3 separate regions of the Mus musculus genome follow, and regions 1 and 3 are each linked to region 2. Evidence: chromatin contacts called from public Hi-C and HiChIP or PLAC-seq data. All regions are on one chromosome and are shown on one strand. Each heading gives the region's core, a stretch centred on a gene start, on an enhancer-like site or on the middle of the called end of the contact. The rest is flanking DNA. Distances are from core to core; before and after follow the strand shown. Region 1 overlaps Cacng2 (calcium channel, voltage-dependent, gamma subunit 2). Region 2 overlaps Tmprss6 (transmembrane serine protease 6). Region 3 has its middle 7.2 kb from the start of Cdc42ep1.

Region 1 (2,970 bases), core at 209-2,708, 450 kb before region 2:
ATCATCAAACGGTAACAGAGTCCCTGTCTAAAAGAACTGCAGGGACAAAAATGCAGAAGAGACTGAGGGGAAGGAGGTCCAGTGACAGGCCCAAATTGGGATCCAGCTCAAGGGGAGGCTCCAAGGCCTGACACTATTACTGATGCCATGGTGTGCTTACAGACAAGAGCCTAGCATGGCTGTCTTCTGAGAGGCCCAACAAGCAGACGACTGAGACAGACACAGATATTTACATTCAACCATTGGTCTGAGAGGCCCAACAAGCAGCCAAAAGAGCCAGATGCATATACTTACACTCAACCAATGGACAGAAGCCAAGGACCCCTGTGGTTGAATCAGGGAAAGGTTGGAAGAAGCTGAGGAGGAGGGCGACCCCACAGGGAGGCCAGTAGTCTCAACTAACCTGGACCCCCAGATCTCTCAGATACCGAGCCACCAACCAGGCAGCATACACTAGCTGATCTGAGGCACCCAACACATATACAGCAGAGGACTGCCTGGCCTGGCCTCGGTGAGAGCAGAAGCACCTAACCCTCTAGAGACTTAAGGCCCCAGGGAGGGGGGAAGTTCTGGTGGTGTGGGGGCGGGGATGAGGACATCTTCTTGGAGACAGGAGAGGAGGAATGGGATGAAGAACTGTCAGAGGGTGGACCGGGAGGGGAATAGCGACTGGACTGTAAAAAAGATTAGAGAATAATAATAATAGTAATAGTAACAGAGCCAGGATTATATATTCCAACAGAAAGATACCAATGAGGCACCATGGTGTGTGTGTGTGTGTGTGTGTGTGTATGTGTGTGTGGTGTGTGTGTGTGTGTGTGTGTATATGTGTGTGTGTGGTGTGTGTGTGTGTATATATGTGTGTGTGGTGTGTGTGTGTGTGTGTGTGTGTGAGATGTCCTGAGGATTGAGTGTGTGACAGACACAGTTTTAGGCCTTCTCTGTCTCCTCAGCCAATGAAGAACACTTTACTTCTATTGTCCAGAGGCTGAAACTGAGGCCTAGAAAAGTTTGGCTGTCTGTCCAAGTGTTGTGATCTCAGGCCTGTCCGTCTAACACATGGCATTCCCCTGCCTGGGCTTCGTACATTCTCTGAGCTGGATCAGGGTGAGCTTCCCTGAGAGAGCGATATGGATTAGTGGGGAGCAGCTCTCAAGAGAGCGGAGGCAGCTGCTAGGAGTGTCTGTGGGACAGAGACAGCACCAAGTGGTGTGTAGGACAAGTGGCTTGTTTAGTGACGGACAGGGCCAGGCTCACAGGCACTCGTGGAGGGACTTGAGGACCCATGAGAGAGGAAGCTGAGAAGGTTCAGGCCTGGTCCAGAGCCAGGTGGAGCCTCCTGGGTCACGAGGGGACTTGTGGGTCAAGGTAAAAGAGTGTGCCTCTGTCTTCAGAGCAAAGGAATTCACGGGCATTTAGATCTGGGAGGGCTGTAGAGGATCTGATTTGCATCACAAGAAACAAAGTCAAGCAAGATTGCAGGCCTGAGGGGAAAGCTGCTGCCCACAGCAATGGGGCTGCTCCAGTGTGGGCGAGCTCCAGGTTACCAGCAGAGGGGAGTTAGTCTAACAGACTCTTGGGTGTCTCAAGCGGCTAAGTGGGAGAGAGAAGGTAACTTTTTTTCCCCTTGTGGTTTTAGACTTACAGGCTGGCTGGAAAAACTATATGAAGACAAGGAGAGAATAAACTTTGGAGTGTGAAGCCAGGCCAGAAGGGTGAGAAGAGGAGAGGAGAAAGAAGGAAGGAGGGGAGGAGGAGGAAGGAGGGAGGAAGGAGGAGGGAAAGGAGAATCTCCACATTTAGCCATCCCTAGTTTGAAGTCTTCCTGGGCTACATCCATGGATTGTAGAGCAGACAGCTGGGGCTCAGAAAAGCCATGTGTGTTAGGCCGTTTATGTGGATTTTATAGACACAGAGGAGGAATTCCTGTCCTTAGCCCTAATACCTGAGGCTTGGGGATCCCCAGTGTGTAGCCACTGTCCAGAGAAGATGTAAATCCCAATGGATTCTCTCACAAGCCGCAGCAACCAGGAGACTCGAGGGTGCTTTTGTAAGCTAAGTGTTTGAGCCTTCTGGCCCTTTATGGCTCTCTTTCTTTACCTCTTTCCTTCCCCCTTTGACAGGGTCTTTGTAGCGCAGACTGGCTAGTTGTGTAGCCCAGGCTGGCCTCAAACTCTGATCCACCTGCCTCAGCCTTCTGGGTGCTGGGATTTACAGGCATACCAAAGTTAACTTCGTGTTTTCTGTGTTGGTGGCAGAAGTGACTAATGTCCTGACCGATGGGGAAGGGCCATGCTTCGGAAGTGGCCTCTTGTCTCAGTGGGACAGAGGTGAGTTGGGGTACGTGGATGAATAAGGATTAGGTAATTCGAGCCAACATTTCTCTTGTTAGTCTGCTTTGCCTGCTCCTCTTGGCAAATCATGGTTATGATCTTGGGCCTCAGGGAGCCAGCTCTTAGGGCCATCACACTGAAAAGTTGCTCTTGGGGGTGGGCACAGCCGGTGGGTAGCGGCACTCAGAGGCCATGCTGTTCTTTTTCTCCATCTGGCAGAGTGGGTGGGTGACACTCAGGAAACAGGGGTATAGGAAATCCGGCCTGCTGCTGGCCCTTCTGTTTCTCTTTCTCTTCTCTGGCCTCAGGTCTGTACTCTGCTGGCACTGTACTAGGGGATACCTGTGGACCCCAACTTTGTGATCACCCTGTATCCCTAGGATCCTTCCTCCAGGTCAGAGCACCGTCTTCTCTTGGCTTGTACACCAATAGTCACAGTGGTTAGCACACTGAGGGTAACTCCTCAGTTTCTGCACAGTGTTGAAATCTATGAGTGTTAACCCACTGGGACTTGATCCCTTTTAATGGGTTCATGTGTCAGACATGCTAGGTTGGGAGGAATTTTCTAGTCTCTTGTACCCTGCCTTTACCCCCTTCTTGTTCCAGTTGGTTAGTGTGGCCAATCACCATAAAAGTG
Region 2 (2,700 bases), core at 142-2,641:
GAAGCATGGATAAGAGAAAGGAGTGGGAGGGGTCAGGCCTCACTGTGAACATGGCTCTTTCTATGGACAAGCTGAAGGACAGAGGGCAGAAAGACAGCACTGAGGGAGGGACAGTGGCCTGCTCTGTGGTGGACAGGACATTTTGCAGAGCCGGGCTCCATATAACTTTGCCACCAGACGAGTTAGTTCTGTGACCTCGGCAAACTTCAGGCCTCCGTAAGTGTGGTGGCCGAACTATAGTCAGGAGAAAGCCATCCCCTGACCCCACCTCCTTGCAGATATTTCAGAGAACCTGGAAGAATGGTTTGGGGGACCTGATACAGAGTGGCTGCAAGTGGCACTAGTCACAGGGCCTTGGGGAAGCAGAAAGACCACTTAGAGTCAGGCTTACAGGGGCCTCTGGAGCCTGTCGTTCTGCCTTATCTCATGGCTGGAAGTTAGCAGAAAGGGTCAGGCAGGTCACAGGAGAGTGACATCACATGAGAGGAAATGAGGGCAGGTTCCTGGAAGGGGGGAAGCCAGTGCTGCGGTATCGCCCAGTGAGGAGGTTCTGTGAAACCCAGCATCCAGCAGCTAGATCTTACAAGGACAAGACCCGCGTCCCCACCCCCACCACCTGCAGGCCACTGAAGGGCAAGCGGACCCTGTGGGGACAGCAGAACAACAGAACAGCAGGATGGCAGGCAGAACCAGGAGAAAACAAAATGGACAGACAAGATAGGGACCAAGGGTGCCCAGCTAGTAGAAGAGTCCCTTGTCTCTAGACTGGCACTGGGGACAGGGGTTCAGCCATCTTTTCCCTGTACTCCTCAATTGCTGGACCAAAGGACCTGGTCTCCCTCTCCCTTCCTCCATCTCTCAGGCCCCTGCTACCCACACAGCAGATTTTCCAGGACACATTCTTCAGAGAATTTCCCAGCAATGACGTTATCTTTATCAGCCCACAATAACCAGAGACCAGGCCCCAGGCCTCTGTTGTATATTTCCCATCATGCCTTGCCCTCCCCAGGGCATTCACTGTATGGAGCAAGGAGTTAACTCTCCACTGGGGACCCTGTATCCCAGGGGAAGGGCTGAGATGAGGTGCAACTTTCCCAGCTGCTTTCAGAGGAACTGGTGAGAGCCACAGAGATGCCCTGATCTCCCATCGGCTGGGAATGGCTCTACTGAGAGATGAGAGCCTTCCTGAGGAGACACCATACAATTAAGTGTACAACTGAGTGCTCTTTTCCTCTCTCTCTCTCTCTCTCTCTCTCTCTCTCTCTCACACACACACACACACACACACACACACACACACACACACACACACACACACACACACACGGCTGGGCAATCATGCCCTGGGGGCCGGCCAGCTGCCTGAGCTCAGTGATGACGTCACAAGCCACAGGGACTTTTAGCAAATGACTCAGCCTCTGGGCCTCAGGCTTCCCACAAGCTGTGAGGCTCGTTCAACTGTGAGTCCCTGGAATTCATACTTGAAACCAAAATTCACACTTGGATTCTCCAATGTCTTAGGCTAGTGGCGTTTGGAGGAAGGGCATTCAGGGAAGTGATTGGGTCAGGAAGGGGCTGTACCTGGTGAATGCATTCATCTAGCAGATAAAGGAAGCACTGGTGGGTGGCCTCAAGCCCCCACCCCTACCCTGCACCATCAGGCAAGCCCCTTCGGCCCTGCCTCATCTCCTGACACCCTCTGTCCCACTATGACTCAGCAGAAAGCCAGAGTCTTATGCTGCTTTCTTAGACTTCCAGCCTTCGCCACCAGGAGCTGCACAAACCTCTATTCTTTATAAACTTCCCTGCCTTGGCAATTTTGTTACAGCCGCAGAAAGCAGGTTAAGGACAGGATCTGAGTCCGCCTCCCTTGCTCGACTGTGGGGAGCACATAATCGCTTTCCACACCTGTGTGGCACCGAGTAAGAGCCATTTAGCGATTGTGGTTGGTACCGTCTCCACCCACCATCTTATTTAGTCTCCAGTGGAAGGCGTCTCGTTCCAGGCCCTTTGCTTTGTTTGTTTCTGTGTAATAGAACACACTCTTGTTTGGGACAGCAGGTCTGTGGAGGGGAAGCAATGACTTCTGGGAGTCAGTCCCCTCCTTCCACCATGTTGGTTCCAGGGACTGAACTCAGGTCCTCAAACTTGCCGGCAAGCCTCTTAACCCACTCAGCCATCTTGCATGTCCATGGCTTCCTTCCTTTCTTTCTTTCTTTCTTTCTTTCTTTCTTTCTTTCTTTCTTTCTTTCTTTCTTTCTTTCTTTCTTTCTTTCTTATTGGGGGCTACCAGGTGGAGCCCAGAAATCATGCTATGTTAGGTGAGCACTTCGTCCTCAGAGTCCATCCCAGTCTCAGCACACTCAGATAAGTTCCAGAGGCTGGGAGAGGTAAGTCTTGCCCAAGAAGGAACCAGGGGAGCCAGGCTTTGAGCCCCAGTCTAACTGCCTGTGACTGACAACCACTGGGAGGAGCCTTACTGTGACCCATCTGAGTTACCCCGGTGAAGCTAGTGTTTCTGTTGTGCAGAAACTGAGCTCTGGGGCCCCACAACACTTGGCACAGGATCAACCTAGACTAATGGGCCTTAGGCACAGGCTGCAAGAGAGTGCTAGGCCCAAGGCTATTCCCTCTCCCTCTGGCCTCTCAGAGATAGTGACAACACTCAGGGAGGGGTCATGGCTGAAAACACAGCACCTT
Region 3 (2,700 bases), core at 174-2,673, 390 kb after region 2:
GAGGGGCCAAACAGTGATGGTGGCCTAACCAGATCTACTCTCTTCATTGCCAAGCTCAGCCTCAGTCTTGGGAGCAACCAGCCCCTGACTAATCCATCCAGGCCAGGCCAGCCCACTCACTCTGTGATAGCCCCTCAGGTACCTAGCCTTGGCTTCCCTGAAAAGCATTTCCCGCCTCGTCCCACCCTTCACCCCAGCATCTCCTCTCCTCTCCAGCACACAGGCTCCACCAGGATGTACCAGCCACTTCCCCCACCCTAGTCTCCAGCAGGCAAAGAATGTGGCCTGAGCCTCCCCCGGGGGCTCCTCTGGTCAGCAAGCCTTGGCAGGAGACCTCGCTGAGTCAACACAAGGCTGTGGCTGCAGTTCACACTGCCCACCAGGGCTGCATTAGAGACCCAGGAGGAAGAACTGCCTGCTCCCACCCTCCCTCCCCTTAAGAGTCCCCAACCCCCCCCCCCACCCCCACCCGCCCTGGGCTCAAGCCAAAGCGCTTAACCCCTCCAGGGCCTGCTGATAACCAACTCCATTCCCAGCAGAGCCTTGCTGTGGGACCTCAGGCAAGTCACAGCAACTCTTCTGGGCTGTTCTCCTCACCGGTGAGAGAGACATCCTCCTCAGGTCCTTATGACCTTACAAAGGGTTCTCTACATATAAAATAGAAGCTGCGCGTCCCCCTCTGACAGATGGGAGTGTAAATTCCTGAGTTCAAAGGCAATGGCTTTGCTCCCTTGCCCTCTCCTGACCTGGTGCTTAATGAGTCTGTTGTGATGTGACATGAAGTCCATGACAGAACTGTAAGCCAGCCAGGGAGAGGGGTTGCGGGGGGTGGGGGGAGCTGTGATTCCTATGATGCACACCCCCAGCCTGTGTTTGTAAAACAGCTTCCTCAGGTTGCCACTTTGATGGTATGCATTACTCTTCCCATTTTACAGACAGATAAACTGAGGCAAGGGAGGGTGAGAAGCTTGCCCAAGAATCCCAGTTGGGACTAGCTGGAGCCAGGCCTTCTAACACTTGACAGGGGGAACTTTAGGGCCCTTTCTCTGTGTGTGGCAGCTGAGGTGGGAGGGAGGGACAATGAGCAGAAGACAGAGGGGTGGGGCTGAATTCTGCTGTTGCAGGGAGACATCTTGCCTGGTGGAGTTGCCCTCTCAGATAAGCGGTGAGCTCCCTGCCACTCAAAGGATGTGTGACAGCGGGACTGTCAGACACACTCAGTGTTGCAGGAGGATGTGGCTAACACATGTGGGAGTCTTTCTGACACTTGAGGATTAGAGAGAGCAGCAGTGAGCTTGGAGCTTTTCATGTGCTGTGAGAGGCCACAGACCAATTTCCCAGGGCGATGTCCACACTGCCCAGTTATGTGAAGCCGCGGAGGAAGTGGCCCCATCCCCTTGGCCCTGTGTCCTCGCTGGACAATGGGCCGTGAGGATGGGAAAGAAAGAATTCAGCCAGCCTGCCAGGCAGCGCCATGCAGCAGGGTCCGGCTGGGCCTCTGACCATCTTCCTCTCATCCCCAGCCTAGCCATCTGAGCAGGAAGCTAGGAGCCAGCAAGCCTGGTGGGGGTGGGGGACGAGGACAGGGGTGTCACTGGCTGAACTGGGGGCTGTGCCAGGTGTGCTGCTGAGTTCTGGCCCTGAACCTGTCAGTCCCCTGGGCAACAGCCCACAGGGAGGGTGAGGAAGGAGAAGCCTGCTGCACACTTGCTCATCTTGGGGCCAGGCTGGGGTGGCAGGGGGGCGGTCAGGGGGCCTGGGGGGGCAGTGATGGTGATGATTCTGGCCCAAGCCTGGCCCACAGCCCAAGGGCCTATCTCTCCAGCCAGGCTGGACCATGGAGAATAGGCTATTGTTTGTTCTACTCTTAACGTGTTTCCTGTCCCCCCCAGCCCCTCCCCTCTCACCCACCCCCCTCAAGTGAAGAACAAAGGTCTCCTGGATGTGGACCCCTCCCCACCCTTCCATCCTGGGCCTGGCCAGCTTGGAAGAATTCAGTCCCATCACCCAGGGGACAATGGGTCACCTGGGCCTGACCCTTTCTGATGTCCTCGCCACCATCTGCAACTGCAAGTGCCTCAGCACCCCACCCCCCATGTCCCCATGTCCATCCATCTATCTGTCCTCCTCAGGGTGGGGCCAAGGAACCAGCCCCACATCCTTCCTGTGCTCCCCACCCCCACACACCGCCCAGTGTCTTGCTCTCCTGGAGACAAGAGTGGCAATGAGGTGGGGGAGGTCTTTCCCCACCTCCATTTCCCTGTGGACCAGGGAGTTAGGAGCCAGAGCTGAGCCGCCCAGAAGGATCCTCAGGAGAAAAAGTCACCCGAGCTCTCGCCCTTTTCCCAGAGCCTGGAATTCCAGAGGCGTTTCCGGCTGGCCAGCTGTCTCTGAGCTGTGCTCTGTGGGCCTCCAGCTCATGCCAAGAAACCCTTCGGATTAGCTCCTGTCTTGGCCTAGTGGCTTTCAAGAAATCCTTCACACCCAGGCTTGAGAAGTAGCAGGGACAGATAGGCTGGCACTCATCTGTGGTCACCAGGCCCTTAGGCCAGGCCCAACTCTGAGGTTCCAGTCCTCCTCGTGGCTACGGCCTCATACACACATGCCACACGTATGTGCACACATGCCACCCCTATGCATGGTGTACTCAGCCTGGCTTTCAAGCCTTCCAGTTTGCACAGCCTCTGGGAACTGTATCCT

The links. A called contact is a pair of places that touch in the nucleus more often than the background predicts. HiChIP or PLAC-seq counts read pairs in DNA pulled down with a chosen protein or histone mark.
Region 1: a contact with region 2 is called in an H3K27ac HiChIP or PLAC-seq map of embryonic stem cells, with 5 read pairs. The contact joins two enhancer-like sites. A contact is called at or near these places in 2 of 115 datasets of contacts at active chromatin or transcription factors (both in embryonic stem cells) and 2 of 9 other capture datasets (embryonic stem cells and macrophages).
Region 3: a Hi-C map of natural killer cells shows a contact between it and region 2, with 4 times the contacts expected there. The contact joins two enhancer-like sites. A contact is called at or near these places in 10 of 484 Hi-C or Micro-C datasets (B cells, CD4 T cells, CD8 T cells and 6 more), 4 of 115 datasets of contacts at active chromatin or transcription factors (embryonic basal ganglia, large pre-B cells, memory CD8 T cells and 1 more) and 2 of 9 other capture datasets (embryonic stem cells and liver).

The regions. Positions count from the first base shown.
Region 1 is chr15:78,000,158-78,003,127 of GRCm38.p6, forward strand. The region is part of intron 2 of Cacng2 (calcium channel, voltage-dependent, gamma subunit 2); the gene reads right to left. Among named protein-coding and RNA genes, the nearest start is that of Gm46520, 11 kb to the right of the region's middle. Within about 2 kb of position 1,459, at least 13 of the 459 cell types and tissues checked have an H3K27ac peak or open chromatin away from gene starts, as enhancers often do. A contact at or near this core is called in embryonic stem cells, where this site is marked.
Region 2 is chr15:78,448,865-78,451,564 of GRCm38.p6, forward strand. The region is part of intron 10 of Tmprss6 (transmembrane serine protease 6); the gene reads right to left. Among named protein-coding and RNA genes, the nearest start is that of Tmprss6, 18 kb to the right of the region's middle. Within about 2 kb of position 1,392, at least 218 of the 459 cell types and tissues checked have an H3K27ac peak or open chromatin away from gene starts, as enhancers often do. A contact at or near this core is called in CD8 T cells, embryonic stem cells, memory CD8 T cells and 2 more, where this site is marked.
Region 3 is chr15:78,834,113-78,836,812 of GRCm38.p6, forward strand. No RefSeq gene overlaps it. Among named protein-coding and RNA genes, the nearest start is that of Cdc42ep1, 7.2 kb to the right of the region's middle. Within about 2 kb of position 1,424, at least 139 of the 459 cell types and tissues checked have an H3K27ac peak or open chromatin away from gene starts, as enhancers often do. A contact at or near this core is called in CD8 T cells, memory CD8 T cells, natural killer cells and 1 more, where this site is marked.